Linked DNA regions of Hordeum vulgare: region 2 is linked to region 1. A link is a contact called in public Hi-C data. All regions are on one chromosome and are shown on one strand. Each heading gives the region's core, a stretch centred on a gene start, on an enhancer-like site or on the middle of the called end of the contact. The rest is flanking DNA. Distances are from core to core; before and after follow the strand shown. Region 1 holds the start of LOC123448888 (rab3 GTPase-activating protein catalytic subunit). Region 2 holds the start of LOC123448890 (NADH dehydrogenase [ubiquinone] 1 alpha subcomplex subunit 8-B-like).

Region 1 (3,436 bases), core at 398-2,897:
AGAAAGATATTTGCAACTGAATACAAAAATACTCAACAAAAATGTCGTTTTAGAGAATAATAACGGCATAACTTGTTGAGGAGAATAAGCACGTAATTTTTTTGCACCTTTAGCAGATTTCCTAAAATTATACTCCATACAGTAGACTCTTTTCCCATGCTTCAGTTCACGCTTGACGATGTACAAGTTTTCGTAGGAAGGCACGGTCTCTGCACCTTTTTGCTACAAGAATGCATATACTTAACAAAACAAAGAAACATGATACGTCACATGGAGCATCAAATAGGGTCCGGGAAAGAGCAATACCATCAAGATCTTTGGGCCATCTGCTAGCCATTGACGACAAATTGCCTCTATCTCAGATATAAACCTAGATGATTAAGAAACTCAGAAGTGCAATCATACTTAATTGGCCCTTTGCAGATAACTGTAGATGGGCTATTACTAAAAGGGGGAAGCACTGAGTACCTCTCCCAAGATGAAGCAATGGTGAAATCATCAAATCGGCCGAGCTGCACAAATGCATAAAGTATGATAAAGCAACAGATAATTGACCACTCAGACATATTCAACAGAAGCAGAATGCTGACTTCTAAGATCTAGTAAACTACAGATAGAAGGCCTAAAGTAAAACAACACATTGAGAAAACAAGATCCTACCAACCAGTTACATGCTCCCAAATGGGTGTGACCAACAGTACCAAGCAAAGCACAGGAGCTACAGGCTACAGCTATCCATTGGTTACTAATGGCGTGCACACATTGACATATGATCCCATCATACTGCATACTCCTGCAGAAGTAGGCTCCCATGGGTGACAAATGGGCCAACAATTAGTTGAGGTCTCAGTCTGACGGGCCAATACATCCAATCACCAAACTCTTTACAGCCTTCTAGCAACCGCATCACATTTAGCGTATGATGAAACATCCACTTATCTAACTCTTGGTCTGACGGACCAAATATAACAAGTAACAGCCGCATCAGTCACATTACCGTGACCTGGTTGTCACGCAACCACAACAGCAGCAGCACGCCTGGCAGGCACATAAAACTGAACCCCCCGGATGGAAAGCTAGCGCACGGCACCGGCGGGTAGTAATCACGGTCGATAGAGAGAGAGAGCAGCAGCAGCAGCCATCAGAAGCGTGCGTACCTCCTCCTCGGCCTCCTCCTCGTCGTCGTCCTCTCCGATCCGGCGATGCTTGGCGTGCTTGGAGGAGGTGGAGGCCATGGCGGCGTCGGCGATCCCCTCCCTCGGCGAGGCGGGGGAGGAGGTGGGGTCGCGAGGAAGTTTCCCTGTCTGCCTCGTTGGATCGGTGGGGGGGAGACGAAGTGGAGGAGGAGGAGGAGGAGGAGGAGGGAGGTAGGGTGATGTGCCCATACCGCGTCGGCCGAAGAATTCGCGAACTTGGTAGTGGTGCGCTGGCCGCACGACAGCTCTGGAGCTATGGGACACCCAGGGACAGACCGTGTCCACGGTGCACCAAGACTGTGTCTAGCTATATTTCTTTTTTCTTTTTCTTTCTTTGGGTGGAACTTTTTTTTAGAATTTTTTTAGTGGAACTATGTACTATCAGTGGACCGGGTATTGGGCCTTAGTTTAGGACTTGGGGACCACATGAGCTTGTGTATATCGGTCCACTGGACCGGGAATAATGGAGGGACGGGCAGAAAGTTGAGCGGGAATTCCCTAATTGCCGTATTCTGTGCAGTAACAGCCGCATCGAGCAATCCTTCTAACTGGGCCGGTCCATTCAAACGGAACATCTTCAGACGTTTTTGCTAGTTTTGGGAACTTCTAGAAAGTTTCAGCCGGTATTTTTTGGTTTTGGGAAACTTCAACAAGGTTCCCTGAACCCAGTTTTTTTCGTTTTACTTATTTTTCTTCTTTTTCTGTTTTGTTTCATAAAATGTTTTGGATTTTTAAAAAAATCAAATTGAAACAATGTTTTTGCTTTTTAAAAAAATATTATAAATTTCAAATAGTTGCTGTTTTTTAAAAACATCCATAACTTCAAAAAATTCTCGGGATATTCAAAAAATGTTTCGTTTTCTAAGAAAATGTTCGGTATTTAAAGAAAAATGTTCCTGATTTTCAAAAATGTCCAAATTTCGAAATATTCTCGCTTTTAAGATATTATTCATAAATTCAAAAAATGTTCTGAATTTTCAAAAAAAACGTAACTTCAAAAAAAATCTGGATTTATAAAAATATTCGGTATTTCCGAAAAATGTTTGGTATTTTTAAAAAATGTTCATTTTTAGAAAAATTGGTATTGTTTCCATTTTTGTTTTTCACTTTTTTTCTTTTCCTATTTTTTGTTTGACATTTAAGAAATTTTGTTTTGACTTTCAAAAAATGTTCCCATGTTTAAATTGTGTTCGCTATTTATATTTAAATGTTCATGCTTCAAAAAATAATCAGGGATCAAGAATTGATGAAAAAAAATCATAAATTTGTGAAAAAATGTTCCTGTTTTACGAAAATTGCTTCTCTCTTTTTACAAAAAATTGTTCAAAAATTGAAAACTTTTTCAAATTTTGTATCAATTCTAAATATGTACATGATTTCAAAATGCTCAGGAATTTTTCAAAACGTTCTTCATTTTCTAAAAAAAAATTTGCCTTTTCAAAAAATGTATGTAAATTCAAAAAATGTTATTGTTTCAAAAAGTGTACATAAGTTGAAAAAATATTCCTGCTTCAAAAATTGCACAAATTTTTTCAAAAATATCCGTGTTTTAAAAAATTCTAGTATTCAAAAAACTGCATGATTTTTCAAAAATGTTTCCGTTTGGAAAAAGGAAAAAAATAAAAGAGCAACATTTTCCAAAAGAATGGTAGAACATTTTAAAAATATAGTCTCATTCTAAAAAAATTAGAATTGTTTCAAAAACTGCACATTTTTTAGCTTGAGAACATTTTTAAAATTTTGATTTTTTCTGAAATTTTTAAGAACAAGAAAGAGTAAATAAAAATAAAAAGGAATAAAATAAATAACAGAAAACGGAAAAAGAAAAGTAGAAAAGAATCAGAAAAAGCGAAAAAGAAATACACTGAAAAAAGAAACAAAAGAAAAAAAACAGAAAAAACCCTGTAAATACTAATTTAAGATCCTTCTAGAAGGTACCCAAAACCGGTCAGGACCCTTCTAGAAGGGTGCCAAAACTGGACAATGTAGCTTAGGTGTTCTCTCGTAATTGAACATGCCCATTTCGATCGTTAGTTCGCCCGCGCATGTGCAAACGAGCGACAACGTGTCACAGGTAGGAGCTCCGAGCTGAGCGAGAGTTGCTTGCCTTTTTTCTTAAAATACTCCCTCCGTCCCAAAATAAGTGTCTCAACTTTGTACTAGCTCTAATACAAAGTTGTACTAAGCTTGAGACAATTATTTTGGTACGGAGGGAGTAGCTCACAATCCATGCTGAATGG
Region 2 (3,675 bases), core at 1,169-3,668, 170 kb after region 1:
CTAAAAATGCTGCATTCTAGACCCTGTATAGTGGGGTGATTCAGGTTTCTAAAAAGCTCTCAATAGAGTTCTCGCTAATTTCCATCTTCATGCTCCACTACAGCATCCCTACTGCATACGCTTCGCCTTTGTTGGTGACAACAACAGACCCTACTGCAACCTAAATTACAATACCCCTGTTAATTTGGGCCTAATACTTTCTTAGGCATCAATTAGGATGTCTCTTGCTAGTAGTATTCTTGTGATTATGTCTGATCTTCTAGCACATGTCCATGAGAAGACATATACGATGTGATCATACTATTGTTTAATGTTACTCTTATGCCTAGTATCTATGGCTATGCTGTGCAAGCCTCAATCACAGACTCACAGTTTTACAAAATAAAAAATGTGGCATGCACCCTCCATGTACTCTCTACAAAAAGGCATTCCAGCAATTTAGCAGTTCATAGATTCACTACCACATGCTGGTATAGATGTGCCAACTTAACATCTCTTGGCCTTCACTGAATGGGAGGAAACATTATCTTAACTGAAAACAGCAAACAGTATAACGCTGACTGCAAAAGAAAAAAAAGTATAACACTGATTGCTTAGTTCAACAAACTCAAGAGCAATATGGCTTGTTTGCGTAGAACTTATAAAGTAGAGTGGTTCTTAACGAACCAGTGTCAATGGATGTCTATTTAGTGCCTGCATACGGAATTGCTCTGGATGTTATTCGCTCCTTGTATTTCCAGAATAGACTAATTCTCCCTTCGTTCACAAATATAAGATGTTTTAACTTTTTTCTGAATTGGACATACATAGACACGTTTTGTGTGTTTGTTCACTCATTTCAGTCCGTATGCAGTCCATATTGAAATATCCAAGACATCTTACATTTGTTAACGGAGAGTATTTAATAAAAGTGGAATCAAAATGTGAGATGGTCTAGGTCTCAAGAAGATACCAAGCGCAGCAGGTCTCACCTGGCAAAGGAAACCGGAGTCACCACCTATATTTTGGCTAGAACTATATACTTGAGAATTCTACATACTTCATCAATTTATTCCTCCTAGTCACCTTAGGGACTCTACTAGTTTGTCCCCTGAGGACTATCTGATTATAACTTTTCTGTTACTCATCTGAAAATGGGATATAGAAGACAACAGATTGCAATTGCAAACTTGCTCTGCCACATGAATAGATCAGAGTCAATTATTATCTGTTAAGACTGTCTCACAGCGGGAAAATTCAGATAAAAATTCGAAGTAGAACATAAACAACCAAAATTATAAAGCTTCCATCTAAGTGTATGGTTCAGATCTAAGAAATTAACCTGCAAAAGATAACCAAGTCACTCATTTTTTGCATGTGGTGGTAATCTGTGTGTATCAGAAAGGTTCCACTGCATGGTGTAAGCCCTACATCATCAGAAATTATGTAGCAATTGCAAACAACTTATCCGTAACAATTATGCAGTTTATCAGCCAAACAACAAACCGAATTCCCGTCTTCACCAGAGAATGTGGGACTCACTACTAAACTACTCATTACCCATGGTGGGGATGAGATTGGGTAGCAACAAACCTTCACATCAGCTAGCATAGCAGTGAACCTTGAACTCGGTATAAAGTACAAACAGATGACCGAAGGGACATAACTATCTCTAACTACTACCCCATAACCGTCACCAACTAGCTAATCCATGTACCACTACTATCTAATCCCCTGAGTGACCGGATACGGTTAAATAAAAAAAATGATCATCGCTAACGAATTACAATTGGCTGCTTGCCACTTGGCTAGGCATAGGCTAAATGCAGAGGTGCAAAGTCTGCTTACAAGCTCGTCGTCTAAGACTACATGGTAAAACAAGTTCAATATAGAGCAGCATTCCGACACACACTAACATAATTTGGACGCACATCAGCAAGAGAGGACACACCTACCAGAATAAATTAAATTAATCAGTCGCTGGCAGCACGATCGGAGCAAACATTTCAGGAATCCAAAATGAAATCAGACACGAGGAGGTGCGATAGAGCGGCGGCGAGGAGGGTATGGCGAGCGACTCACAGGTTGAAGACGCAGCGCGTGACCTGGCGGCCCTTCTCGAGGCACTTCTCGGGGTTGGGGTCCTTCTTCTTGCAGTTGAGGAAGGCCACGTTCTCCGGCCGGCACCGCACCGCGATGTGCTTGGACGCCGCCATCAGCACCGACGACGTTGGGATCGGCTCGCCCGAGGCGTCCACCGGCGTGCTGCTCGCTGACATGGCTGCGGGCGTGGGGCCTCGATGGAGATTCTCGGCTTGGAGATCTGGGGGCGAGAGGGGCCAAGGGGAGGAGAGGACCGGAGCAGATGGAGAGAGGCGAGGTTGGGGGCCGGAGGCGGAGGTGCCTTCCTCTCTGTCAGTGCCGTTCCTGGGCTTTGGACTTTGGAGTAGCTACGGGCCTCTTTGTTGGGTATATAATTGTGACACTAGGCTAGGCTGCTTGGGCTTATCTATCTCTAGCCTGGTAAGAAGGAAAGGGCCCGCCCTTAGTTTTCATTTCTTCCCTAAAAAGAAAATTCTCATTTCTACTTTACAACATATTTTTGTAAGAATTTCCCCCTTCTCCCATCTTCAAGAAAAAGAAGAAGAGAAATAATACCCCTTTTAATTTTCTTTTGAGAGAACTATTCACTTTAAAAAAATATATTCACCAAACAACATGGTATTTATGAAAAAATGTGAGTTGTGGATTGGTTACGCTGCCTCCTCTCAAGGACGTTTAACTCTGTTAAACTCATACTTATCTAGTATTTTTTATTAATATATGTCCATGTTTCTTCTTCACAAAATCTTTATTGAAAAGTTGGATAAACGCAGACGTCGCTTTTTCTGGCAAAGTATGGGGGGCAAGAAAGATACCACTTGGTCCGATGGGGTCATGTTTGTAGATTAAAAAATAAGGGTGGCCCAGGGGTAAAAGATCCACGCAAGAAAAACATTAGCCTTTAGCTAAGTGGTGGTGGAAACTTGACACATGGCAGGGGCTTTTGCAAGATATTGGCAAAGCCAGGTATCTCAAAAAGGATACTCTTGCCACACATAAGAAGAAATTCAATGATTTCCCCATTTGAAAATCGATCATGAAAGTGAAAGATCATTATATGAGTGGCAAGATAATTCAGATCAGAACGGGGGACATTGCTCGAGTCTGGCTGGATCACCTCAATGGGTCGCCTCCTTTAAGTATTCAATTCCCGCAGTTATTTGAGATATGTAAATTCCCTCACATGATTGTTAGCAATTGGGTTGGTGTGGATGTGGTCGATCTGTTTCGCACACGACTACAACCCCCATTTGATGAGATGTAGGACAAGATACAAGAAGCTGTCAAAGTATCCCTTTATCTGTGCACCGGGGGGGGGGGGTCAGGTTCAGTGGGCCTCATAGCTCCACTCGTAAGTCTTCTGCTAAGTCCATGTATAAACATCTAGAAAAGAACATTGCGGGGTGTGATTTTCGTTGGATCTAGAAAGTTGGGATTCCTTTGAAAATTAAAATTTTCCTATAGCAACTCTCGAGGATGTTGTTTTGACAAGAGATGCCATGAGCATGATAAACTGGCATGGGAACAACAAATGCTCTTTTCATGCTAAGTGTGAGACTTCACATCACTTATTTTACTTATGCCCTATGGCCA

What was found. Hi-C and Micro-C count contacts between places; a contact is called where the count stands out from the background.
Region 2: a Hi-C map of leaf shows a contact between it and region 1, with 9 times the contacts expected there. The contact joins the promoter of LOC123448890 here to the promoter of LOC123448888 in region 1. A contact is called at or near these places in 6 of 6 Hi-C or Micro-C datasets (leaf, seedling and an unstated tissue) and 1 of 1 datasets of contacts at active chromatin or transcription factors (embryo).

Annotation. Positions count from the first base shown.
Region 1 is chr4H:448,041,046-448,044,481 of MorexV3_pseudomolecules_assembly, forward strand. It overlaps LOC123448888 (rab3 GTPase-activating protein catalytic subunit), which reads right to left and starts at 1,648. Exons shown (of 21, transcript XM_045125924.1): 1 at 1,158-1,648; 2 at 469-512; 3 at 307-370; 4 at 108-222. The coding sequence starts at 1,385.
Region 2 is chr4H:448,214,169-448,217,843 of MorexV3_pseudomolecules_assembly, forward strand. LOC123448890 (NADH dehydrogenase [ubiquinone] 1 alpha subcomplex subunit 8-B-like) reads right to left here and starts at 2,419. Exons shown (of 2, transcript XM_045125926.1): 1 at 2,062-2,419. The coding sequence starts at 2,258.